Linked DNA regions of Mus musculus: regions 1, 2, 4, 5 and 6 are each linked to region 3. A link is a contact called in public ChIA-PET, HiChIP or PLAC-seq, Micro-C and promoter capture Hi-C data. All regions are on one chromosome and are shown on one strand. Each heading gives the region's core, a stretch centred on a gene start, on an enhancer-like site or on the middle of the called end of the contact. The rest is flanking DNA. Distances are from core to core; before and after follow the strand shown. Region 1 holds the start of Prkd3 (protein kinase D3). Region 2 has its middle 60 kb from the start of Atl2. Region 3 holds the start of Cdc42ep3 (CDC42 effector protein (Rho GTPase binding) 3). Region 4 holds the start of Qpct (glutaminyl-peptide cyclotransferase (glutaminyl cyclase)). Region 5 holds the start of Rmdn2 (regulator of microtubule dynamics 2). Region 6 has its middle 41 kb from the start of Qpct.

The links. Promoter capture Hi-C pulls out the DNA fragments that hold promoters and counts their contacts. Hi-C and Micro-C count contacts between places; a contact is called where the count stands out from the background. ChIA-PET counts read pairs in DNA pulled down with a chosen protein or histone mark. HiChIP or PLAC-seq counts read pairs in DNA pulled down with a chosen protein or histone mark. Capture Hi-C pulls out chosen DNA fragments and counts their contacts.
Region 1: a promoter capture Hi-C map of the SN4741 cell line shows a contact between it and region 3, with 4 times the contacts expected there. The contact joins the promoter of Prkd3 here to the promoter of Cdc42ep3 in region 3. A contact is called at or near these places in 15 of 39 promoter capture datasets (the 3T3-L1 cell line, the C10 cell line, the HPC-7 cell line and 8 more), 4 of 484 Hi-C or Micro-C datasets (bone marrow-derived macrophages, embryonic stem cells and nephron progenitors), 5 of 115 datasets of contacts at active chromatin or transcription factors (bone marrow-derived macrophages, craniofacial prominence, effector CD8 T cells and 2 more) and 3 of 9 other capture datasets (adipose tissue, liver and macrophages).
Region 2: an HNF4G HiChIP or PLAC-seq map of pancreatic cancer cells shows a contact between it and region 3. The contact joins the enhancer-like site here to the promoter of Cdc42ep3 in region 3. A contact is called at or near these places in 6 of 39 promoter capture datasets (the 3T3-L1 cell line, 3T3-L1-derived adipocytes, the HPC-7 cell line and 2 more), 10 of 484 Hi-C or Micro-C datasets (the C2C12 cell line, cortical neurons, embryonic fibroblasts and 4 more), 5 of 115 datasets of contacts at active chromatin or transcription factors (the NIH/3T3 cell line, bone marrow-derived macrophages, embryonic forebrain and 2 more) and 1 of 9 other capture datasets (adipose tissue).
Region 4: a contact with region 3 is called in a promoter capture Hi-C map of liver. The contact joins the promoter of Qpct here to the promoter of Cdc42ep3 in region 3. A contact is called at or near these places in 5 of 39 promoter capture datasets (cranial neural crest, embryonic stem cells, neural stem cells and 1 more), 5 of 115 datasets of contacts at active chromatin or transcription factors (bone marrow-derived macrophages and embryonic stem cells) and 3 of 9 other capture datasets (adipose tissue, liver and macrophages).
Region 5: a Micro-C map of embryonic stem cells shows a contact between it and region 3, with 5 times the contacts expected there. The contact joins the promoter of Rmdn2 here to the promoter of Cdc42ep3 in region 3. A contact is called at or near these places in 1 of 39 promoter capture datasets (embryonic stem cells), 3 of 484 Hi-C or Micro-C datasets (CD4 T cells and embryonic stem cells), 3 of 115 datasets of contacts at active chromatin or transcription factors (effector CD8 T cells, memory CD8 T cells and pancreatic cancer cells) and 4 of 9 other capture datasets (adipose tissue, liver, macrophages and 1 more).
Region 6: a contact with region 3 is called in an RNA polymerase II ChIA-PET map of effector CD8 T cells, with 17 read pairs. The contact joins the enhancer-like site here to the promoter of Cdc42ep3 in region 3. A contact is called at or near these places in 13 of 39 promoter capture datasets (the 3T3-L1 cell line, 3T3-L1-derived adipocytes, the C10 cell line and 7 more), 10 of 484 Hi-C or Micro-C datasets (B cells, the BV-2 cell line, CD4 T cells and 6 more), 9 of 115 datasets of contacts at active chromatin or transcription factors (effector CD8 T cells, embryonic forebrain, embryonic limb bud and 5 more) and 3 of 9 other capture datasets (adipose tissue, liver and pancreatic islet).

Annotation. Positions count from the first base shown.
Region 1 is chr17:79,017,648-79,022,215 of GRCm38.p6, reverse strand. Prkd3 (protein kinase D3) reads left to right here and starts at 1,400. Exons shown (of 19, transcript NM_001171004.1): 1 at 1,400-1,531.
Region 2 is chr17:79,834,270-79,838,282 of GRCm38.p6, reverse strand. No RefSeq gene overlaps it. Among named protein-coding and RNA genes, the nearest start is that of Atl2, 60 kb to the left of the region's middle. Within about 2 kb of position 2,187, at least 63 of the 459 cell types and tissues checked have an H3K27ac peak or open chromatin away from gene starts, as enhancers often do. A contact at or near this core is called in the C2C12 cell line, the NIH/3T3 cell line, adipose tissue and 3 more, where this site is marked.
Region 3 is chr17:79,353,811-79,357,849 of GRCm38.p6, reverse strand. It overlaps Cdc42ep3 (CDC42 effector protein (Rho GTPase binding) 3), which reads left to right and starts at 2,759. Exons shown (of 2, transcript NM_026514.3): 1 at 2,759-3,033. Gm17315 (predicted gene, 17315) reads right to left here and starts at 3,151. Exons shown (of 2, transcript NR_165822.1): 1 at 2,846-3,151; 2 at 1-2,025.
Region 4 is chr17:79,049,832-79,054,154 of GRCm38.p6, reverse strand. Qpct (glutaminyl-peptide cyclotransferase (glutaminyl cyclase)) reads right to left here and starts at 2,249. Exons shown (of 7, transcript NM_027455.3): 1 at 1,767-2,249. The coding sequence starts at 1,889.
Region 5 is chr17:79,612,826-79,617,302 of GRCm38.p6, reverse strand. It overlaps Rmdn2 (regulator of microtubule dynamics 2), which reads right to left and starts at 2,086. Exons shown (of 11, transcript NM_001368314.1): 1 at 1,935-2,086.
Region 6 is chr17:79,091,211-79,095,438 of GRCm38.p6, reverse strand. No RefSeq gene overlaps it. Among named protein-coding and RNA genes, the nearest start is that of Qpct, 41 kb to the right of the region's middle. Within about 2 kb of position 1,953, at least 29 of the 459 cell types and tissues checked have an H3K27ac peak or open chromatin away from gene starts, as enhancers often do. A contact at or near this core is called in DN3 thymocytes, Th1 cells, effector CD8 T cells and 1 more, where this site is marked.

The DNA.
Region 1 (4,568 bases), core at 151-2,650, 330 kb after region 3:
AAAGAAAGAAAGAAAGAAAGAAAGAAAGAAAGAAAGAAAGAAAGAAAGAAAGAAAGAAAGAAAGAAAGAAAGAAAGAAAGAAAGAAAGAAAGAAAGAAAGAAGAGAGCAGTTAGGCAAGGGAACGCTTAAGAAGAGGGTACACTGGAATGAATCTGCTTTTAATCTTAAAGTAAAAGAATCACAAAATATATTTAAAGAGTCTCTGTCTCTCTCCCTCTCCTCCCTCCCTCGCTCCCTGCCCTCCACCACCACCATTTTGATCATATTCACAACCCATACCCTACTCAATTGAGCCCCTTCTGAACTGGGCCCTTTCCTTTGACACCTTTTTTGTTTAGTTAGGGTTGCCTGCATTAGTGTGAGTGGTGTCTGGGTAAGACTTTAAGAACAAAGATGTAATCAGATTTAGATTTTAGTGGATGTTGGCAGTTTCCGATTCCAGAGAAATGTCCGAAATGTCCTCCCACCCCTTAACGCTCCCTGTAGAAAAAGATTATACACAGTTTTGTTTTAAAAGCCTCACTCCCTAGGAGACGAGGCTGCAGCTAGTAGTATGGTCAGTGCTTTAGCTCTTCAGTGACCTTGTGAGTGGGTTCGGTCTCCCATTTCTATCCCTGGGGGGGCAGGGAGAGGTCTCACTTATTTCAAATCCAGGACTATCCATTAATATTACAGATTCTGTACCCAGATTAATTCTCCCCTATGTTCTCAAAAGCTGCCCCCCACCCCGCTTTCTGCATCCAGACGAGTGGCCTTTATGACAATATATTTTACTTTGAAGATATAAAACGTCGACGTGGAAGAACTATCTAGTTTTTGTGTCAGTGACTGTACCGCGCAGATGTTTCTCTTTCATCAACTATTTATAATTTAACACACAGGGCTTCTTCTCTCTGAGGTTCCATGACTGTCGACCGCTCTTTTGGTAGAGAGGGCAACGCACCAGTGTTAAGGTGCACAAGAGGAAACACAGGCACGTGCAAGCGGCGTCTCCAAGTTTTGCTGTGGCGCCGGTGAAGGACTGTGTCTGTGTAGCTCTGGGTGTTGGGTGACAGCTGCCCCCGGGAACGCCGAAAGGGACAACTTTGGAAAGGAGGGTCCTCCACTCTGGACGCTGCGTTCAGGTGGTCACCTCTTGTCACCGACTGCCAGCGCCCGCCTAGGGGGACAGCAAAGTGAGAGGTTCGAGTACAGCGCGTCCTTCCAGTCGCGCTCAAGCCCGCGCTCCGAGCGCCCGGTGGGGACCTCTGCGGGTTTGCAGAGCCTCCGCGCGCCCCCTCGGAGCCAGACCCACCAACCGCGCGCGGCGGGGAACTACAGCTCCCGGCAGGCCCCGCGCGGGCCGCGCGCCCCCGCCCGCGCGCCCCGGCCCCCCGCCCTCCGGCCTCGAGACGGGACGGGAGGGAGGGCAGGAGGAAGGGGCGCGGGCGGGCGGGTTCGTGCGAGGCGCGTGAAGCCTCGCTGGCTCCTGCTCCGGGACGCGGACGCTGGCGCGCGCCGACTTTCTCCAGAACAGCCGAGCCCGCCTCTGTAAGTAGTCGCTGGAGGGAGCGCGGAGCAGACACCGAAAAAAGTTCGCGCCGCCGCCGCCGCTGCCGCTTTGTTCTCCCGACCCGTCGGGCTGAGGTGGCGCGGCCCCTCCCCCACCGCATGCGGCGGCCGCGGCGACGGCGGCGGGACTCGGACCCGCGCGGGGCTGGGCGGCGGCCGCGGCTGGGCGGGAAGTCGGGGCGGTGCTCCGCGGGCGGCCGGGGGCGCCGGCGCGGCCAAGTTCCGCGGTCCGCGCCGAGGCCAAGTTGGAGTCGCGCGGCTGCTGCTGGTGACCCACCGCGCCCTGGCCCTCGGGGACCCGCTTTCTCCCGAGCCCCGCCAACTAATCCTGCCGCCGGCGGCACGGTGCAGTGAGCCTTCCCGGTTCTTTGCTGCACTTTTCCTGGTCCTGGGGCTGGAAGGGGCGAGTATCCGGGGTTTGGAGGATAGTGACCCCAGTTTCCTGACTGCCTTTAGGCTTGCCTGTTGCAGCCTCGCTCCAAGTCGTTCTCATTCCCTGGGGGAGCTTCGCCCTGAGTTGAAACATCCGCGAGTGTGGAGCAATAAAATAGTAATAATAATAATAATAATAATGAGCACACACGACATTACTTGATTGCGTGTCGGGTATTTTAGTTCACATCGTCGAAATCAGAAGTATAGGCCGTGCTGTCAGCAAGCACGAATATAAATCAGGCTACAGGCGACCTGCAGACTTTTCCGTACACAGATTGATGGCATGGATGTAACTGTCCCTTCAACCACGCCCGTCCCCACAGGAAATATGACTATCGGTGTCATCTTTGATTAAAGAGGATAAGTTTCAACATGAAGTACTACTTTGTAGGACAGGGCCTTTAAAACCTGTAGGCACAAATGAAGCAACAGTTTGAGATACTTTCATCCATGTCCTAGAAAAACGTTATTACACTAAAAAGTTACTTTTACTCTGTACCTGATGTTGCAGTTTTAGCAGTTTTGATTTTGTTCAGCTGGAGTTTAAACTTTTAATGCCAGGCGGGTAGACAAGCCTACGGATTTGCTTCAAGAAAGCATCCCTGAAGTTGCCAGACTCAGTTCTGAGTAACATTTGCTCTAGAAGAACATTTCCTCTCCCAGTTATAATCTGGGGTGGGATAAAACAGCAGTTTAGCCAGAAAGTTGTTTCAAGTTTTTGCAAATATATTATTTTTAAAACGTCTCACGGGAACCGTTACAATAGGTTTTGCTTCATAGGATAGGTTTATAAATGTCATGGGCCTGAGAATATGGGTTTGGAGGCATCTTTGATAAGCCAGGGCAGTTCACATTTCAGGACTGTTAAGACTAAAAGAATTTTTCTTAAATGTGTTTGGCAGTTTCATACATTCTGATGCCCTACCCCTCACTCTCTCTAGTACCCCCTACCCCCTCACCAATCCCTTAAAGAGGTTTTATAGCCATGAGCCTTTAATCTTGCACATTGTATAAGCTATTTTATCAGATGACCTGTTTAAAATAGACATTTCTTTCTGTTTTTGTGTTGTTTGTCATCTAAACACTGCTATACACACCAAAAGCCACAGTAAGTTAAACTTTAAAAGTCAGAGGAGTTGAAAACACCTCATACATAAAGATAGAGGGAAAGAGAGTTGTTAAAGTGTACTTTCCACAGAAGGGACAGACAGTTTTCAACAGAATTCTAAAGTTGGCAAAAATACTAACCATAGCGGAGTTCACTGCTTGTTTTTAAAGACACTCATTCAGGATTTGATGTATAATTACTTACATATAATTTGATTAGGCACATAATTGGATTTAATAATCACATCTCTTGAGTCTCTTGGGTTATGTAATTCAAACAGAACTTGCCTCTTTGAAGCAGTCATTTTAAAAGGAAAAACTGGGATGTGGTACTTAAGAAATGTTTTAGTTTTAATTTCGATGTAGATAAAACATTTTCTCTGCTCGTGTGGTGAACTTACAGTGGCTGCACATGAGAATTGTGCTTTGGCAATTAGCCAATCAGATTTCTTAGAAACTACGGGTGCAGGGCTGAAGATATATCAAGCTTATCCATAGCTTCGTATTGCTTTGCCAGACTGATGTGCCGGTACCTGGATACACCTCTCAGTGCCTGCGCAGAGAAGCTGCCTGGTGTGCCCTCTCTCTGTTCTCCAACACGGTGGAAGGGCAGAGAGTGAACCGCTACCCGGAGAAGTAGACTTGTAGAAGGAACAATTTAGCAGAGTGCTAAGCTCTTAGAAAGACAGTCTTCTATTAATCTGAGGGAATGTTTCTGGAATATGCAATTGATGGAGAGACTGCCACAGATTTTTTTTTAATCTACAAATATACCTGAGTTTTTTGTATACTGTACAAGCATTAAGCAAAGTCAGACCTTTTTCGAGGTAAAGCGTGGATATTGACTTCAGTGTACTGGCATGTCACTGGAAAAGCTCCCATGCTTCTTTACATGCTCACACAGTACATGCCATACACATGTGCATATCCTCACGAGGGTCAGGATAAAACTTTATTACCATTCCTTGTACACAAAGTGAAATTAAACCTGGACAACCCTTTACCCCTGGGAGTCACGTAAACATGGTATTACAAAGGAAAAGCATTTTTTTTTTTTTACTCTTCATGTTAACATTTGCAGAATGCACATAGAAGGTTGGTTACCCTAAATAATGAGAGCCCCTCCTTGTAGTATTTAACGTGTCTTGTTCTCTGGAATCCTCTTACTTGTTTCTTTATAGAGACCTTCCCTGAGACCCCACTGGAATTAAGTCTCCCTGGCATATGCTCTGTTGTATCTCATAGGTTGTAATTACCTAGCTACTTATGCAAATGTTTGTTTAATGTCTGTGAGTTCCAGAGAGAGCAGTGGCCATGTCTCTTTCTACTGCTGCTGTGAAACTTCAGTGTCTTTCTTAGTCCTCTGGCAAGTATCAAGGTTGAATGAAACTCCTGCTGGTAGAGCTTCTGAAGAGACTTGGTTGAGATTGGCGCATAATGTATGGCAATGAAGTGACAGGGCAGGGAGGGAAAA
Region 2 (4,013 bases), core at 938-3,437, 480 kb before region 3:
TAAGACTCAGCTGCCACCTCTTTTGTTCTTGCATTATTTTCCTTGACTTGGTAGTTCATCTGGGTCACTTTCTGTTATAAAAGCAGTATGATAGACTTGTGGAAAATTCCACTTCAGCCCAACACCATGGGCATGACCCACGGCAGCTAATGCTGAGGGGCACTGTAGGTAGCACCCAACTCTAAAACTTGTGGGTCATGATCCCTTTGAGGGGTTGAGCAACCCTTTCACAAGGGTAGCCTGAGACCACTGGACATACCAGCTATTAACATTATAATTCAGAACAGTAGCAAAATTACAGTTATGGAGTAGCAACAAAAATAATTTTATGGTTGGGGTCACCACAACACAAGGAGCTGTATGAAAGGGTGGCAGCATTAGGAAGGTTGAGACCCACTGTTCTAGAAGAAGCCACCTGCTTACCCACCTGTGGCTCCTGCAGAGGCCTGGGGCCCACTCTTTAAAGGAGTTAGAAATTGAATTGGAAAAATTCATCACAAAATCAGCATATGACATCATTAAAAACAGGCTGGAAGAGACAAAGGGGGATTTGGTTTTAAAGCAAGCTGTTAACTTTTGAGTTACCCGCACTCTAAAAGTAAACTGTCCCAGGCACCTCTTCCAGAAAACCTCACAGCCCTAGTCTGACAGATTCAGACCAAAGGACAGAGGAACCTCCTACCAAACACTGGACCAGGGCCCTTTAAAGCCATGAAGACTGTGGCAAATGAGGAATGTTAGAATGTGTCCCAGACTGGCTGAGATTAAGAAGTTGAGACTTGAAGAGTATGAGGTTCTGGGGCATCAATGGGAAACCCAAGGTATCTCAACAGCATCCATGCAAACCTCTACTTGTCCATTCTGACAAAGGTAGTGACAGCTGTGACCAGCAGTAGACGGCAGGCACACAGAAACTCTCTGCACTGTATCAGCAGCCTTCCTGCAAATCTCAAATTATTCCGAAAGAAAAAAATCTCATCAAGGACAAAAAGTCCCTTCTGTGCCCAAGATAACCTTTGGCTGTTATGCTTTCAAAAGCAAGATAGGTTCCCAGCATCAAAACAAATGGTGTCCTTCCTGCTGGGGCCTTGGAAGCATCAATCAGACAGCGATGATCGTTAGGGTCATTTCCTTTGGAGCAGATGGTGTCAAAGACTCCTAAAGTGGGACCATAAGCACGTGGCTCTTCTTGCAACTGTCCGGTTCAAACTGTTGTCTTCTCTCCTGTCAATGAGGAGTGTGTGGTGCCCTCTTTCCACTCGGACTGCACCACAGCGACTGGGAAGGATTCAGAATTCAGAGGCAGAGGGTTGGGGAGATGGTTCAGTTGGTAACGTATTTGCCTTACAAGTTGAAGACTTGAATTTGGATCTCCAGAATCCAAAGTTTTTATTATTTTTATTTTTTAAAACATGTATGGAGCACACCTGTGATCCAAATACTGTGATATAGGAAGCAGAGACAGGGGGAATCTCCAGGATTAAGAGCCAACTAGCCTGGCCCATGTCGAGTTCCAGGCCACTGAGAGACAAAAGGTGGAGGGCACCTGAGGACTGGCACCATAGGTTGTCACACCATGAACAAATACATTCCACATATGGATACTCCTCACCCCTCCTGCATACACACACACACACACACACACACACACACACACACACACACACAAACACACCACACACATACACACACATACACACACATACACACACAGACACACACAGACACACACATACACACACACACATACACACACACACATACACATACACACACACACATACACACACATACACACACATACACACACACATACACACACACACACATCACTTGACCTAGACACAGTCTGAAGGCTGACATTTTGCTTAAAGTTATTTGGATTGACCTGCTAAGCTGTGGCTTTGGGTTTGTGTGATGAGATTCAAAAGTCCTTGCCCCCCCCCCCCCCAAACATTCTCAGTGTCAAGAAAATTGATGTCCCCTCCAACTCCACAGGAATGATATCACTCTGAAGAATTCCCAGGCAATTATCCCTCCTTGCAAGGAAACAGCCTCTCCTTTCAGGGCCCAATCAAACAACCACAAATCAAAGATTGTTGGATATGTTCCACTAATAGCACAGAAAGCCATTAGCTGGAGTCATCTGAAAAGGGAAATGGCTTAGATATTTGTGGTCTCACAGGAAAAGCTTCTGTAATGTCAGATGGCTGTTACCAAGTGGCTCAGTGGAGTCGAGCATCACATCTCTCAGAGAGAGACGTTATTTATTTATTACCCACACAACGAACAGACTTTCCCTTGCTCACTTGCTTAAGGCTCAGAGTCCTCTCACGTTGAATTAAACCTAAAAGGAGAAGCAACACACACAAATGCCTGGCTTTCAGTTCTCGTTGTGTGGGAGGAAAGGAAGAAGTCATCTTCTGAGGTTCTCTGTGGACTCTGCAAGATTCTCCCTTCTTCAGTCTTCATTAATGAACTTGGATTCACTGGAAACATTCCACTGGGTTGAGGCCTGGCTTCCAAGACAGCCTCTACTTAAATGAGATCCTGCACCAATAACTGCCATTAATCTAACAGAAGCACCTATTTGGCTGGCGCAGGGGCACTTGTTCCTAGTCTCCTTCTTTGTGATTATTAAGGGTTGCAAACTCCATGACTCCATGGCCTTGGCCAGAGGTGGGCATAGTACCCCACTCCTCTGGTTGCAGTGGTTGGTTTAAGGACAGGACATGTGACAAAATCCTGTCCTGTTAGATGCCTTTCCTCAGTTGGTTTTATGAAGAGCTGGTGATGAAGGCATCTTATGCGGGGGAGTGGAGAGGATGGGGGTCAAGGGCTGCTAGAGGCTGCTGTCAGTCACAGGAAGAAAACCTGTTTGAAGAGAATGTCAAAGGAGTCAGAGAAAGAAGTGTCCTTGTGGCATGGAGACCTAGGTTTAGGTACTGAGTGTGTGTATGTATATATGCATGTGAATGTGTGTGACTGTGTGTATCTGAGTATATGTGTGTGTGTGTGTGTGTGAGTGTATGTGTATGGGTGTGTGAGTGAGTGTGAGTATGTTGGTGTGTGTGAGTGTGTATGTGAGTGTGTGATTGTGATTGAGTGTATGAGTGTGTGTGACTGCGTGAGAATGTATATGAGTGTGTGTGAATGTGTATGTGTGTATGTGAGTGTGTGTGAGTGTCTAAATGTGTGTGTATGAGAGACTGTGTGAGTATGTGAGTGAATATGTGTGTGATTATGTTGGTGTGTGCAAATGTGTGTGAGTGTGTATGTATGTTGGTGTAACTGTATGTATATTTTTTGTGTGTGCAACTGTGTGAGTGTGTATATGTGTGTGAGTGTGTATGATTGTGTGACTAAGTGTGTGTGTGGTTTAAGTTGATGTGTGTGAGTTTGTATGTGTGTGTTTAAATGTGTGTGTTCCAGCATCCTTCTATTAAAGTTCCATTATGACTAAGCTTTGTGTGCTGTGCTTCTGCTAGAAGCAAGGAAGAGCACTCTGACACTGATCTATGCAGTTTTCTCTCCTCTCTAGCATGCATCAATCACACTGGAGACGTTTCTTATGACATTTTAGTCTTTATAATATGTTTTGTTTTGTTTTTTTGGTTTTTCAAGACAGGGTATCTCTGTATAGCCCTGGCTGTCCTGAAACTCACTCTGTAGACCCGACTAGCCTCGAACTCAGAAATCCACCTGCCTCTGCCTCCCGAGTGCTGGGATTAAAGGCGTGTGCCACCACGCCCGGCTTAATATGTTTTATTATTTCATAATATCATCCACACATACAACATGTTTTGGTTAAATCTGCATCCTGTTCCTTCCCTTGCAGTGCCCCCTTTTCTTTAATTTTCTCCCCAGCCACGTTTATTTTTGCATATTTACATATTGAAAGAATAAATATTGTTTTTAATAATTACACACCTAAAACAATCAACAGATTCAATGAAACCATCAAAACACTGTTGGACAAATTTTGTTTACAAGCACAAAAGTCTCTGAACCAC
Region 3 (4,039 bases), core at 1,510-4,009:
AACTATTCTTCCTGCTTTATTCAGGGAAAGGGAATTTGGGTGGGACTGCTATTTTAGGGGAGGGAAAGTCTCACCCTTGAAGTCTTATTTGAAAAAAAAAAGATCTTAATGAAGGGAGAAAGGAGGCTTTGAAGCTTTGGGGGAAGAAGTGTCCTGGACAGATAGAGGGCAGGGCTCAGCAGGCATAAACTGAAGGGCAGCTTGGAGTCTCATATGGTGGGATGAAGACAAGTGAGAGCAAGTATTGGCAAGGCAGCCATGAACAGAAGCCACGTGACAGTTCTCCCTACTCCATCCTAGGGGAAACCAACACTAGTCTAGCTTCAGTGGGAAGTCAAAGAGATGATAGGGACTCATCCGTAGGCCCTGCGTGCTATAGCTATTAGTCCTAGACTTCCAAGATTCCCACTGATTTTTTCCCAAGGCTAACCCTCTCTGAAATACAGTCTCAGAAGTCTCAGTCGTCACGAAGCGAAGTTTTCCTTTCTGCTTAGCAGGAGAGCCTCCTGAAGTTAACAAAATCTAAACCCACGGAACCAAAAGGCTGCCATGACTAAATCAGGAAATGAACTCATTTGGAAAGAAAATTCGCAACATGAGGGCTTTTTTCCTCACTGAAGGTGTTCAGCACAAATAAAATAACACAGCCTCAGGGAAGCCAGGATGGATCAAGTCAGCACTACCAGAAACCCTTGAAGAGGTAGGTTACACATGCACTGTCTAGGGCTCAATGGTAAAGACTTGTTTAAAACCTCATATAGAAAGAAACCACCTCTACGTGAAACAGAAACAGCTCATAAGAATGAAAACAGAGTTTTGGCATAAAAGTTTTAACTTATAGCCACCTGCCACCCTATGTTTGCACAAACTGTAAAAGAAATTATTTACTTAGACACGTGGAAATGGACTGCATTTAATGGCAGCTAACAATAGAACGAATTTTAAAAATCACACACATGACATATGTGTAAGGAATGCTTTTATGCGTAAAAAAGGAATTTTCATACAGCATTTCATAAATGTATATACATGCATATTTGTACTTTTAAAAATACCATATGTAATGAAAGCTGTGCATAAATATTTATAAAAATACCTTTATCTAACTAGGCCAGTAACATTTAATATTTTTCAATAAATTCATATATAAAATATATACATTAGTGCCAAATGGAACATATATTTTGAAATATGAACCCCAAGTAAAACTCTGAGGAATTCGGAGTGGAACCCAGGTATCTGCCAAAGGCAACTTCGGAGCAGTCGGTCATTCGGAGAAGGGAAACAGTGCCGGGTCCCTTATCTTCACCGACTGTTTTGCTTGTCAAAATTCTGGTATCACTTCTGCGGTTTTGTATTTGACTTCCGACCTCATGGCCGTTTAACCTGCCAACTATTATTTTCTTTGAGGCTTTTAACACTCCACCCAAGTATTTTGCTTTCCCCAACAGTTGTGTCCGCTTCCTTTTTAAATTCATCTTAACGTCGACCGTGGTTTAGGACCTGGGCTTAAAGTGCACCCGGTCTAAGGTTTCAGAGCGATTCAGATTGGGGGCACCCTTGTGATGACCCCGATAGCGCCCAGGGAAGCCAAGGTCTCCAGGAGGGGCTCTGCTTTGTGCCAGGATTTCCAGGCAACCTGAGAGTCCCAGGGTTGGGGCCAGACCTGGAGCGTGCGACTACTCGGGGTTCTAGCTCCTTTTCCAGGTCAACCAAGCCGGCGGGGGACATCAACGCCGGAAAACACCACCTTTTCCTGTCTCCAACCTGGCGGACTAAGGGAGAAGGAAGAGAGGGCGACCAATTAAGACAATTAACATTAATTCTCTGGGTTCCTACAGAGGTCCAGGGACAGAGGGGCGGGTCGTCCTGAGGCCCTGGCTGGGTGACCGACAGGTGCAGGTGTCGCCACGGGCGGAATTTTACGGTCCGGAGCAGCAGCAGCTGCGCCACTTGCGCCGCCTCGCAGAGCGTCCCGGAGAGCCGCCACCCGCTTCCGCAGCTTTAGGTCAATCTCTGACAGACCTGGAGGGGGAGGAGACGTCACCCTCCCGACAGGAAAAACCTGCTGCGTCTGCGTTTCTCTGCGTCCCGCAGGCTCTCAGCCTCCACCCCGCGTCTCCCGCGCGTCAGATCCGCGCTCCAGGTTTTGGCGACAGCTTGCAAGGGGAGCCGGCTGCACGTTGACAGCACGCGACCCTCCTTTTCCCTCCCGAGAGCTACAGCTGCCAGGGGGTCCCCAGGGAGCTGCGGCCGCGCTGCGGCGACCCGGTCAGGTGGCCCTTCTTCCCCGCGCAGGTCCCCTTCCTCCGCTGCGAAGCCCCGCACTGCTAGGTGGGTTAGGTAGGACAGGGAAAGGCGGGGACACGAGGGTGAGCACGAGGGTCCCGGGTGCGGGCGGAGTCCCATTGTTCTCCCGCACCGTACGGACAGCAACGCTCTGGGGTCCCCTCTTTAAAGGGAGCACCCCGCCACTTTTCTTTGTGCCTGAGGGAGCCCCAGCCGGCATTGCCTCTGAGAGAAGCCACCACTGGGAAGGGGTGGAACTGGGAGGTGACAGTGGGTAGCCTTTGTCCTCCAAGAGTCCGCAGCCTCGCCTCCAGTCCTGCGGGTCTGGGGGTGGTGGGGAGGTGGGGGACAGGTACAACGGAGGGACGGTCCAGGTCGGCCCGCACCCTTCTCCCCGCCCTGCCCTGGCCTCACAGCCCCGCCCCGCCCCGCGCCGGCCCCGCCCTGCGTCCTGCGCCCCGCCCTCGGCAGGTTGAGGCCCGGCGTCCGGCAGCCGCGCGCACAGTGTCGCGGGCGCTTCCAACTGCCGCTGGGAGCACAGCAGCGGGACGCTCACCGACAACCCAGTTCCGCAGCGGCTGCCTCCCGGGAGACGCCGCGCGCAGTCCCGGAGCAGATTCTGCGGTGAACCGTTGCCGCCCCTCTGGTTCTGCGCGCACCAGCGAGGACTGTTGCGCCCTCGGGAGGCGACCCGGGCCGACGCCCGGCCCTCCGGGCAGAAGCTAGGAGCCTTAGAGACTGCTGGTGAGTGTGTGACCCAGGCTGTCTCTCCACCTGTAAGACTGTCCGACCCTCAACCTAAGCCCCCTTCCAGCTAGTGCAGATGGTGGCCTTGGAAGACTTAGAGGGTGCGAGGATAATCTACCGCACCGCCTGGTTGAGCTGATGTTTAGAGGATCAAAGGGGACATCATGCTTGACGTCCGGGAGGGGGGATCAGGACGCGGAGCTCTGCCACCTACTTCTTTAGGGTGGGGCTGCAGTCAGCACGGCCCCCTCCAGGCCATTGACAGCCATTCTGGGCGCGTGTTGCGTTTTTCCAGCAGAACAAACCGCACTTGGCTACCGCGGCCCTCTAGTTGTGTGTTTGCACCGATGCGGCGCGGCGCGAGAGTGCACCGCGCAGCTTGGCAGTTTCCGAACTGACAGAGGCAGCACATTGTAGCTGAGGCTCCAACCTGCAGATCTGGCAGTTGGGGGAAAAAAATTTTTTTTTTCTTTCTCGACTGCGGTTTCTGAACAACTGAAGCGTTTACAAGATCTTTACTCCCTCTTCCTCCTCCTTCCCCTCTCCTTCTCCTCCTGCCTCTCCTCCTCCTCTTCCTCCTGCTATTGCTCTTCTTCCTCTTCTTTTCTCTTCCTTCTCACTAAGTATCTTGACACAGCCATGCGAGGACGAATGGATCCGGCCAGTCAGTTTTTTTCTTTATGAATTATTATACTCCACCCCGCTCTCGCCTTTGGGAGGGAAGGCATGTGTTTCATCTTATAAATAGAAAGTAGCATATTTTTTGGCAGGACCTGCTTTATACTGCACCGTCTAGGAGAGGTCAGTTTAAAAATAAATATGCACTTGAATGTTACATTACCGAGCCGGCTGTGGCTGGGACAAGCTGCGAGTACAGCGGCATCAAAGCTGGGCGCACATCTGTGTTGAAAGGAGTTAAAGCCCCAGAGTGCAGCCCCGGCTGACAGTCAAGTAATTACATTTTGTTTAAAAAAAAAAAAGTGAGTGAATTAAAAGGAGGGTG
Region 4 (4,323 bases), core at 1,000-3,499, 300 kb after region 3:
CCATTTGAGAGTGTTTGTTTTCCCAGTAAAACAACTGTTAGAAGCTTCTTAAGACATTTCTCAAAAGTTAAATCTGAATTTAGTTTAAAACATTTTGAGAATACCACAAGAACACGGCTCTCGGAATCAACTGACCAGAACTCAAGTGGGTTCAGAGATCAGAGAGCCTGTAGGAGTCTGACCTGGGTCCTCCACATACATGTTACAGTTATGTAGCCTGGTGTTCTTGGGGGATTCCTAACAGTGGGAGCAGGAGCTGTCTCCGATTCTTTTGCCTGACTTTGGGACCCTCTTCCCATTACTGGGTTGCCTCATCCAGCCTTGATGTGAGAATGTGTGCCTGGTCCTAATGTAGGTTGTAACGTCCTGTTTGGTTAACATCCCTAGGAGGCCTGCTCTTTTCTGAGGAGAGGTGGAGGAGAGAGTGAATCCAGAAGGAAAGAGGGGAGCAGAGGGAGGGGAAATTGCAGTAGGGATTAATATATGAGAGACGAATCAATAAAAAGGAAATTTTCTCTTAAAGAAAAAGAATCACAGGATGTTCTCCCACCTAGAAACAACCCTGGCTGCTACACCTGCCCACAGACAGACCCCGAGTGGAGCTCAGCCCCTGACAATATTTCTCATCCATTAAAATACGTTTTAAAGACACATTTGGCCTTGTGCGACACTCTGGTTTTAAAGTCCCTTCTCGGTGCTTGACCTCCCAGGTACCCCAAAGCAGTGCAGGAGAGGATTCTACTCAACGGCTTGAGAAGTACTTCCCAGCCTCTGGGGGAAGCCGTTTGACTCATTCTGGAGAGACTGAAGTTGTACGGTGTTGACTTCCCACACCCACTCCAGACTCCCCGTGTAAATGGGGATCTGTTGTGAGTCCTGAAAAGAAGTTGGCTATGCTTGAGCTCACCTGAAGTGGGCCATTCATACACTAGTGCATGAAACTAGCTGGGAATGAGCATGTTGGACGTGCAGAAACGCTAAAAGCACTTAAAGTACTTGTTTAGTAATGTCGCGCGCAAGGTTCTATCCCTAGACTGATGCTTTTCCTAGTTTCTTTAAAGACATGCCATTTTATTCCCAAACCGTCATCGTTTGCACAGCTCGTAGCAATTTCATGATTTCAAAACTGTTGCACAAGAAAAGGAAGTAATTGTGAATCTATTTTCTTCACACAAAGCGACTTGGCAAATCATTTTTATTCTGAATTCCTTAAATGAGATTTCCACAACTGAATTCATTTATCTGAAAACAGCGTGCGTCTCTTTTAAATATTTAACAATATGCTGGCGCTGAGTCCACCAGGAAACTCAATCCCCATGTAGCATCCTTGAATGCTGTAGTTGGGCATCCATGGGGACACCCCTAGACGCGCGGTCTAGGCATCCAGGAGCAAGCGCGGGGAGCGCGGAGCTCGCGGGTCGCGATTGGGCAGTGGCGCCCCCATGTCCCTGTTCTTGCACAGCCAGCGAGACATACTTCCTGTGCCTATCAGCAGCACCACCACCCCCCATCAGAGCGCAGCCAAAGGGAGGCGGGTGACATCACTCAGCCCCCAGGCGACACTAGCGCAGCCCCGAGACCAGCCCTGGCGCCCAGACTTGGGAGAGAGAGCACTGGTTCCCAGGAGTTGGGTGAGGACTTGGTGCCTGAGCAGGGGGACAGCATCCCTGACCCGCCTCCCGCTAGTCCAAGAGAAGGTGGCCGAGTCCCAGGTCCTGGCACCCTCCAACGCCACTCAAGTTCAGAACGCAGCAGTGGCCCCTCACCTTCTCCTGCGTCCAGGCAGCGGAGACCAGACTCAGATTCCCAGCTGTCAGAGACAGGACGGTCGCCTGCAGTAGCAGCAGGTGGAGAGTGCCCACGACGAGCTTGTCTTCGCTGCCTGCCATCTCTGCAAGAGTGTGTGGGCGTGGATTCCCGGGGCCGCCAGCGGTCACGAGCCCGGGAACGCGCGCCGGTCGCCCTGCCTTCTCCCTTCTCCACCCCTGGATTGATTGTGTCTGCCTCCCAGTCGCCTCCTGTGGCCTCCCGCTGTGCAGCGCAAGCACAAACCAGCAGTCCTCTCCCAGAAGCCTGGAAGCCAGGGGACTGAGCTTCCCTGGGTGACAGGAGCTTTGGAATCCAAGGGACAAAGAAAACACTTCCTTATTTTAGAAAGGATGGAGGGAAAAAAGGAAGGGAGGGAGGGAGGGAGAGAGAGGGAGGAAAGAAGGAAGGAAGGAAGGAAGGAAGGAAGGAAGGAAGGAAGGAAGGAAGGAAGGAAGGAAGGAAGGAAGGAAGGAAGGAAGGAAGGACAAGGAAAAGCCTTCCTGTAGTCCATAGATACGAAAAGAGTTTACCAGGCCCTGGGGGCTATAAGTGGTTTTCTGCACCTATTCACCATGACACTCAGACAAAATCAATATTTGTGCAATGCTCTGTACAAGGCACCGTCCCAGGTTCTAGGTGGTCTGAGACCTAGAGGAAGGGGGCGCTGGACTGGAAGGTTCTGGGAAAAGTGTTCGCTCTAGAACAGTGGTTCTCAGCCTCCCTAATGCTCAGACCCTTTAATACAATTCCTCATGTTGTGGTGATCCTCAACCATACAATTATTTTCGTTGCTACTTCATAATTGCAGTTTTTACTACTGCTATGAATTGTAATGTGACTATCTGATATGCAGGCTATCTATCTGATCTGTGACCCCTGCGAGAGGGTTGTTAGATCCGCAGGTTGAGAACCGCCACTCTAGAAGCTACCATTTTTATCTTGTGTCCCTTTTCTCGAAAATAGTTATCTTTCCTTTAAGAGACAGCCCACTGTATGCCCAAACTGACAGGTAAGGTTGAAATAATTACTGAAATATGTGAGATTTAAAATATTACAGTTGTCCCAAAAGTAATTATTTCTTATGACTGTCTCTAAAAGGAAAAGCCCAAGTAAAATTTTAGGGAGTCCTCTTCTTCCACCAGCCTTTTCACTGGGCAGTCAACCAACCACAAATCAAAAGCAACGGGGTTTGTATCAGTGCTGTACACGAACATCCACACCCACACACCATATTCTTTAAAGAATGTAATACTTATTGCATGTCATCAAACATTATAAGCAAATTAGGAATGATTTAAAGTCTATGGGAAGATGTTCATTTTATATGTAAATTTATGGCATTTCTATATAAGGGATACAGTGCATGTCCTTGGATTATGATATGGAGAGGGTAATACTAAAAACCATCTCCTGCAGGCAACCCTAGGGGCTAGGTTTTTTGGTTTTTGGAGTTTTGTGGGGTTTTTTTTTGCATCATAAATCATTATTATCTAGATAATCCCATCTTACAAATAAAAACAAGCAAATAAGCTGACTAGATCTGGGTCTCATGTAAAGCACATGTGTATAGTCCTCAGGACTGCAGGAGAAGTGGGGGGTGGGGGGCAATCAGAGCTGACAGGGTAGTTCAGTGGTAGGGTACTTTAAACCTCGGTTTCAATTCTCAGCACTGCAGAAAAGAAAAACCGGGGAAAGGGTATATTTAGTTCATAGGTTTCTGGCCTAAATTGTGAAAGTGGTTTCTTCTTCCACAGTGAGGATATGAGTTTCTTCTGCCCCAAGTCAGCTCCCAGCTACACGGAATTCCTAGAAAAATCAGAACAAAGACAAAGACACACAGAATTATTTTCTAAAGACCAAAGTTAAGGGTTTTGAAATCTTTCAGAAACACAAACACACACACACACACACACACACACACACAGAGGCACACAGAGACACACACACAGACACACACACACCCCTTCCTAGGCTTGGCTACTAGGTGTTTTAATAAGAGCTGGAAACACACACACTGTCCTGCCCCCGTCTGGAGCTGCAAGGGAAAACAGAATGAAAGTATCTCTTTGCTATAACTATTCAGGTCTGGGGTTTGAGTGGCAGTTTAAATATTATCTGGGCCTCACACAGGATTCCCCATGGGATCCTAAGACCTCTGGTGAGTGGAACACAGCGCCTGCCCCAATCCAATCACGCGGAACCTGAGACTGTGGTAATTAGGGAAGCAGACTACCCGGACCTAACCTGGGGCACAAGTCCCTTCCGCTCCACTCGAGCCCCGGGGTACCTTGCCAGGGGAGGCGCCCGACACCAGCAAGGGCCCACACAGGATTCCACACGGGATCCTAAGACCTCTAGCGAGTGGAACACAACTTCTGCCAGGAGGCCAGTTCGAACACCAGATATCTGGGTACCTTCCCTGCAAGAAGAGAGCTTTCCTGCAGAGAATACTCTGCCCACTGAAACTAAGGAGAAAGCTACCCTCCAGGTCTGCTCATAGAGGCTAACAGAGTC
Region 5 (4,477 bases), core at 837-3,336, 260 kb before region 3:
CCCTGTCTAGAAAAACAAAAACAAAAAACAGAAACAAAAAACAAAACAAAAGAAGTCTACCATAAGGAATTTTCTTATGCTGATTTAATTCTTTGATCCAGTCCTAGTAGGCCAGCCTTGAACTTTACATTATGAAACACACACACACACACACACACACACACACACACACACATCTGAAAGATCTGAAAGGTTTTTTTTTTTTTTTTCATTTAATAAGTAAATAAACAGAAGTAAAAATCCACCAGGAGAAAGACCTTATCCCCAAGACAGAATCAGGTTTAAACACATGAGAAGCAGCCAAACTTTTACCTTTTTTGGGGTTCTACACCGGCTCCAAATGATCTCTTTGAAGTAGTTCAAGACAATAGTGCCATTATTATTTTTCAGACAAACTGCTGTAATCTACCCAGAGGGTTATCAGATTCAAGAAGTGAGAAAGGTTACCTCTGGCTTCCTGTTTCGTAAATCCTAGAGACATCTAGCCAGCGGCATGCAGAATGAGAAAGCATCAAGCAAGGACAGACAGAATGCTGACAGAGCAGAGATGGTTAGAGGTGAACTAAGGCGTCAAAACCATGAACATTAACAAAGAATAGACTCACTAGATATGGCATTTGTTTAAAAAAAAATCTCACCACTAGAAACATATAGGTCAGAGTGTGTGAATTTATGCTTCTATGTGCTTCTATGTCAGTGACTTGAAAACCCTGAATAAAAATAGTAAGGCACAAACAAGAAGTAACTTGGAGTGTGCTTTTGTGTCAATAATCGGAAATATGACACGGATGAACAAGGAAAACTATAAAAGTTGGAAATCAGAATCTGCTTGCCTACGGTGTACTTTAAAAGGTTGTATAAAATTACTTAAATTGTTTTTAGACTCTTGACTATAGTAGTATACTCTTGTCCTGAGTACAGATAAGGCAACTAAAATTTATTGAGCAGACTTTACAACTCATTTTAAGATGCAAGTTTGCATTTTGGAAGCAAAACATTATTAGTTTACAAACTTCCAGTTATAAATCACTTACGATGAAAAAGGATAGCTATTATGTTTGCATAAATGACCTAAAATTAATACAGTACACAACCAAAGGTTATTAGCAGCGAGTCACCTAGTGAAACAATGAAATGTTGACTTCCAAGGGAACTAGGACACACAATGCTTTTAAAAGAAAACATTGCGTTCATGTCTTAGTTTTACCTCTAGACATTAATGTTCTTAAAGTAACTTGAATGTTTAGAACGAGCTCCTAAGAAACATTCATACGAATTCATCAGCTGGTCCTTGGGATAAGGGGAAGGCATAAAGAGCTCGAACCCATAAACAAGAGGAACGAAAACGACCAAGAGGGTCAAGCAACATGCCTTACAAATCAGCTTTAAGTTTCAAGCTTCGGAAGGCAACATTCGGACGGAGTTCTTGGGGCTATCATGTATTCAGCGATGCAAGTACTTTACCATTGAATTCTAACACTCCATCAGACTTTCATGCATTTCCTCATCTATAATTTAAATTTGGAGCCTTTTAGTATTCAACTTATTTGCAAATGTTAGTAGTAGTGCTGTTAGTCTAGTTTCCATGTTTGTATAAAAAAGGGCAGACAATCAAAATTTTTTTCTTTTTTAGTTGGGGGGCACGCAAAGAGAACAAGGTTGGCGCGAGCCTGAGGCAGGAGCAGAGGCGCGGTGCCCGCCTCCGGTGGTCGCCTGGGCTCGGGGGTCAGGAAGCCACCTCTCCAGGGCGCAGGCTCCTCTAGGATGGTGCCAGGAGTGCCCGCAGCCCCAGGTCACCAGGCGGCAGGCCGCGACCCGGAAGTGGAGCAGCCGCCGGAAGTGCCGCCGCCTTCTTCCACACGCCCCACCGCCCGTCGGACCCGGGCTGCCGAGCCCAGCCCGCCCAGGTACCCCTTCCCTGGCTAGGTACGCACCCGGAGTCGTTGCGCAGGCTTCTCTGGGGCTGGAGCCAGGGAACCGGGACCCGCGGGCGAGCGGGCGAGCCAGGAGAGGATGGCCGAGTGGAACCCTGTGCAGCCTGCGGGTCCCAAGGTCCTGCGTGGTGGCCTTCGTGTCTGACCCAGATAACGGAGGCGCCGGGGGAGGAGCCGCTAGCGGCCCGGGGCTCCCGCCTCCTCCGGCCGCCAGCACTGCTCAGCCCCGGGCTCCGGGCCTGCTTCTCTCGACCCGGAAAGCTGAGCCCCGCAGAGCGCCCCGCAGGCCGCCTCGGAGGCAACTGCCCCCCTCCACCCGGCGCATCCACTGGGCCATCCCTGCCACCGATGGCTTCCAAGGCCTCCCCGCCCTTAGCTCACCTCCACCCCCACGGCACAACTTTTAACCTTCCTTCAGTCAAACGCAGACTTCTTGCACCATCATCTGGTTTTCCTGACTTCAACTCACTTTGATGTTCTATGAACCAAATTCCCAGCCTCTTTGTCCCCTGCTGTTTTGAGTTGCTTTCAGTTCAAAACCAGTCTTCTTGGATTCAGGTGGCTGGTGTTGAAGGTTTGCACAGCATCACGCTCTGCAGATTGTGTAATGATAATTCTGTCAAACTTTTAAAAAACTGCTTAAATGCCCCTCTGTAAAGCTCTCACTTGGAGCATGGTTGACTTAAACTTTTGACTTGATGAGAACAGTCTTTTGGGGGGAGGGTCAATATAGGGTTTCTCTATATAGCCCTGGTTGTCCTGGAACTCACTCTGTAGACAAGGCTGGCCTGGAACTCAGAAATCCGCCTGCCTCTGCCTCCCAAGTGCTGGGACTAAAGGCGTGCGTCACCACTGCCCGGCTGAGAACAGTCTTAATTACTAAAGTTCCCATCAATGAACTGAATAGAATTAAAAATGGATGCACCCCTGTTTATCAAAAACATAAGAACCAAACCGCTGTAAAAAGAATCAGGGTTGATTGATTGTACAATATACTATTCTTTACTGAAGGAAATTGAAGAAAACAATTTCACATTATAGAATTTTTACTTCCTAGTGTGAAATCAAGTTTATTACAACCTAGCTTCTGCCATTTTACTAAAAGCACAGCATGCTGGAGCTGGAGACATGGCCCAGCACACCCTCACAGGACCGGTCTCTAGTCATTCTCCTCTGTAAACAAACCACCCGGCATCTCTTCTTACATGGTGTTCCTTTCATACTGGGTTATACTAGTCTTGGTAAATCCACCAACCTTGATCTCTTTCCCTTGAGAAGCTATTGGACACATTCCTTGTCCCTCGGGGTTCATTTGTGCTTTAAAAGTTTATGCACGAGGGCTGGTGAGATGGCTCAGCAGGTAAGAGCACTCGACTGCTCTTCCGAAGGTCCGAAGTTCAAATCCCAGCAACCACATGGTGGCTCACAACCATCCGTAATGAGATCTGACTCCCTCTTCTGGAGTGTCTGAGGACAGCTACAGTGTACTTACATATAATTAAAAAAAAAAAAAGTTTATGCATGAAAGGATAAAGAGTTTAAGGAAGTAGCCGGGCGTGGCGGCGCACGCCTTTAATCCCAGCACTTGGGAGGCAGAGGCAGGCGGATCGAGGCCAGCCTGGTCTACAGAGTGAGTTCCAGGACAGCCAGGGCTTCACAGAGAAACCCTGTCTTGGAAAAAACAAAAAACAAACAAACAAACAAAAAATAGTTTAAGGAAGTCTAAACCTCCTGCTGCTTTCAGCCTACGCTGGTCCCTACGACATAATTACTGCTTGCCTGTGCCTTTTGTGTTTCTGAGTTCTAATTCCTTAATCACCTGTGACATCCATTGAGGGAAACAAACTGTTTGGTTTGAAGACAATTAAGTGTCCTGTCTGTTTCCTTGGCCTGAATCACTTTTCCTTTTGTCAAGAATTTGATAGGAATTTTATTGTAAAACTCAAGGATTGATAGCAGTCAACTATTAGAACCCACATTCCATGATTTTTTCCCATTCACCTATAAAGTTTTTTAGTCTCAACTTCATTGTGAACAGTGCTGAACTGTCAGTCCTTCAGTTCAGTTATGAAGTCTCCAACTCCTGTTTCCAAACAGCAAACTCACCCGCATTTCTCAGAGAGCTTGAAGGAAATGTTCCGCAGAAAGGGAAAGGGTCTGATGAGTCTTATTCCCAGTTCTCTGGCTTCATTCTTTTAAAGATTTATTGATTTTTATTTTATGTTTATGGATGTTTTGCCTGCGTGCGTGTTTGTGTACAGTGTGTGTGCCTTGTCTACACAGGCTAGAAGAGGGGGTTGGGTCACCTGGAGCTGGATATACAGGTGGTTGTGAGCAACCAGGTGGATGCTGGGAATTGGCTCTGGGTTCAATCGAAGAGTAGCCAGTGCTCTTAAGGGCTGAACTGTCTCTCAAGCTCCTCTGGCTTAATTCTTTAAATGTGCTCTCTTATTCTGTCCTCTTATAAAAAATCTAGTGAGATAAATAACATTACTGGTGATGACACTGAAATCTTGAAAGGGGGAAAAGTATGTCCAAGCCAC
Region 6 (4,228 bases), core at 704-3,203, 260 kb after region 3:
TCAAAAATTGTGGTGTTGATGATCTCTAAGGCCAGTTTTCAGCTTCGACAAAGTCAGATTCAATCCCTGACTAATGATATCAACTCAGCTCTGCCCCTGCCATGGTCTGACAATGACCTTGATGGATGACCCAGGTTACTCTACATCAGCTTGATAATATTTATGAACATCTGAGGGATGCTATCAAAATAGGTGTTTTTGAAGTTAAGAGACAAAATACTGAATGAACTAGGAATTTGAACAGAACTTCTGGACTAAAACTCTCATAGTCAACAAATCTTTCCCTCCTGAGCTGACTGACCTCAGTCTTCAGCTTTCTAGTCTACCAGACTAGAAATGGTGTCTGGACAATGTCTCCTCCATCACTGTTGACTTCTGGTGGCAGGGAAGTTCACCTTTCTGGGTACACTCTTCAGAGTCCTACATTTTTAAACCTCTAAAATTAGAATGTTGAAAACTAGTCAACTTTCCTTATTGATGATGTCATGAGATGATGCATAGAGATAGAAAAATTCCTTCTTGTGCAAATTGTCCTATATAGTCAAATACCTTCATGTTCCAACACATACAGAAAGGGGGGAGAGGAAGAGAGGGAGAAAGAAAAGGAAGAGAGAGGGGGGGAGAGAGAGAGAGAAAGAGAGAGAGAGGGAGAGAGAGAGAGAGAGAGAGAGAGAGAGAGAGAGAGAGAGAGATTCCCTACCCAAGTGCTTCTTTCTCAAGATGAAAACACTCTGGAAGCTTTTTCTGATGCTTTTATAACCAACCTAAAAGTAGCTCTGTCATATATCGATAAATTCAAGTCCTTAAAATTCAATCATAGCATTGACAGAGAATGCTCTAATTTCTATGTATTTAGAAAAGGAGAATAATAACAACAACATCATAAGTAAGCCTATCAAAAAGGATGACAACAAGTTGCTTTCATTAGCATCCTTAAAAGAGTTCGTTAGATGCTTAACTACCTTTGTTTTATATAATTAGTCTCACTAAAAAGAAATAAAACTGAGATTCTTCTCGGTGAGTTTAATACCATTAGTCCTTCTATCAGTAGAAGATGAAGATGAGTTACATACCTAATGCATGCATCTATCATTGTTCTACACTTCTTGTCTCTAGCAAGATCATCTAGTTTGGGAGATAGATGTGAGATAGATTTTTAACAAGGAAAGGAGCCCAAATGCTCCTGCAGGCATCATAGGAACAGCAGTAAAATCGATGGCTGGGAGTCAGCTCCCTCAGTCGCCATCTCTACATCGATTGGTCCAGTAACATAAATCACAACATGTCAGTCTTGCTTAGCCAAACCCACAACTATTAAATCCATGCGTGCCAAGGACCTTTTGTGCCAGCAGTGTTAAGTGGGTGAGAGGCAGAAGCATTTCCTGGGTTACTTATAAGTGATGTTGTTCATATTTTATCAGTTTTAAATTTTACTTTTGCTACTTGCATAGTGTTTGTAACGTTGAGGTTTTTTTGGGGGGGGAAGGGGCTAGGTTTTGCTTTAAGCTACTTTGCTTTCTCTTCTTGGCAAGTATGTGATCTTAATATTGATTCTCAAATAGTCTAAACTCTCCACTGGCAAATTTGTATATATCAGGAAGTTGGGCCATGTTCCATGTGTTGCCTTTGAAATATGAGCACAATCCAGTGACTTCACATTGCGTGAGCATGCCAACCAAATTGAGGCTGAGGGATTCAGCCACGACAGGCAGTCCTTTCATCCAGCCTGTTTCAAAACTGTCACAAATTATTGCTGTTAGATGTATTGCCAGAATTCTAGAGCAAGTTTTCATGGGTAAGAGGATTTGAGGAGTATCTGCTACCACCCTTCTACACAATTAGCTAACCAACATCTCTCCTCCCTGTGACAGTGACTTTATACCATGGCTTCTGCTTCATGCAGCAGAACAATCATTTTACTTTCTGAAGGCTGAAAGATAAACCGTGGGTGTCAGAGCAGTAAAGCTTAAGACGGAAATAAGTTAAACCACTTCAAAACTACTCTTAGAGTTTCAGGCTATATAGACAGTAACCCCGAAACTGAGAGAAACCTCAATTTTCTTACCTTCATCTTTGAAACCTCACATAGACAGGCAGCCTGAGTGTGAAGAATACCCATGCCTTTGTGGATAGAAAATGCATGTAACAGCCCACATCACCTTGGCTTTAAGTTACTGAATGGTTTCCCTCATTTTCCCTTGATTCCCGTGATCTCTGTACCTTCATTCCCCAGGTTTAGATCGTCCAAAGGGACTCAGATGTTCTCTTCATCAGAGCAGAATATAACCAATTCTCATATTAAAGGATGAAAGAATCAAGAACCCTGTCCATAGCCCCTTTAAGTAAATGAATTTCCAGTTGGTTTGGTGGGGCAAATGATCAGCTTTTCACATGATTTCTGCTGGAGCACCGTGATCAATGCGTTTCTTTGATGCCTGAAAGAAGCTTCACAAAATACACTGTTTAAGGAGCTGGAGCCCAGGCTGCAAACATGGTCTGCTTTGTTCTTCTGGCAACTGGTTTCTGTCTAAAACATTTCTCCACTGTAAGGATCTGTCTTTTCTCCACCAGCAACAGCCCTCAAGCTACAATAACAGGCTCGTGGTTTTTTTTTTTTTAGATACCAAAGTTATGAATACACTTTTATGGATATTTTCCTTTGAACTCACTTCTCTTGAAGCAGAAAAATAGCCATATATATAACACTCGTAGGCAAAACATACAAATTGTTCCGCTAAGGGTTGTAAAATGTTCCGAAATGCACATTTTAAAATTCCAAACCCAGGATAGTGTGTATGTAGCACTTCCGTGACAGCTGTGTTTCTCAAAAAGTAACGTTTCTGACTGGCATGGATGACACAAAACATATCCCTGCCCCAAGTGTCTCTCTTTATGACCTCATGATTGCTCCTCTTAGATTCACATAGACTCTTGGTGAAGTAAAACAGTTCAAAGCAAGGAAGCAAGCCTTCGCTGCGTTAAGCTGCTTAAGTGTTTGCTCTCCCGTATCCCATTTCAACATATCCTCCAACCCCCTCTAAAATAATTCCATGAATGCCAACTCAACAGATTATAGTAGATCTCCTATTAATTTCACTCTGCCTTAAAAGGAGCTTAATCACTTCAGTTTATAATTCTGCACACAGCAATGCCAGCTATCATTCAGATTCCTGGTGAGACTTATTTTCCTGCTGCCTGTTATTGCTTAAACCACGAACCATCAACGCAACGATTTATTTTCTGATGTTAAAAAAAAATGTTATCTTCCACAAACTCCTTTTAACTATTTTTCTGTCATATTTCTTTTTTAAAAAATTAATCTGGAAAACTCTGCTTCCTTTAATCCTGCTTTGTGGCTTAGATTTCCCAGTCCTGGAGCCACTAGAGTTGATATCAGTTTGTGCTCAGGCTGATGCAAAAATAGCCTTAGGTGTGGCAGGGAAATAAATCTGCAGAGATGACATGCCTTTGATGGCTAACACTGTGAAGTGAGTCTTAGCCACAAAGGGTTTGGGAAATGTGACCCAGGCTGAGAGAATGCCCTGTGAAATGTTCAACATGCAGCTGTCACTTTATCTAACATGAACAATATTGTGGAAAGTTCTAGACCACAGAATGTGTGTGAGCTTTAAGGTCAGATTCTAAACGTCTGGGTTCATATTCCACTGTGGCCATATACTGGTTCCATGATTTTGAAGAATATACTTAACTATTCTATGCACCATAAAATAACGGTAATGATACCACCTATCTCTTGAGGTGACATGAGGATTGCGTTGGTGAACACATGTGAAGTACATCTAGCATTTTCTGTCGCACAGAATCATCACTCAGTAAATATTTGTTCCCGATAGGGAGGTAGCTCAGCTGACAGAGTACTTGCCTAACGTACCAGAAGCCTTGATGTTCCATCCCCAGCGCCTTAGTAATTACCTGCAAGGGAGTGTGTCTATAACCTCCGCCTGTAATATCAGGTGGAAATAGGATAGCCAAAAGTCCAAGGTCTCACCTACACAGTGAGTTCAAGGCCAAATGAAACTATGTCTCAACAACAACAACAAGAAGGTTAAGTGGGGCTGGATTGCCCAGTGGTTAAGAATACTTGTTCTGGCCAAGGATCCAGGTTTGGTTCCCAGCACCAGCATGGTAGCTCACCAACATCTGTAACAGTTCCAGAGAATAGGATGCCTTCTTCTGACCTCCCAGAGCACCAGGCACAGACATGGTG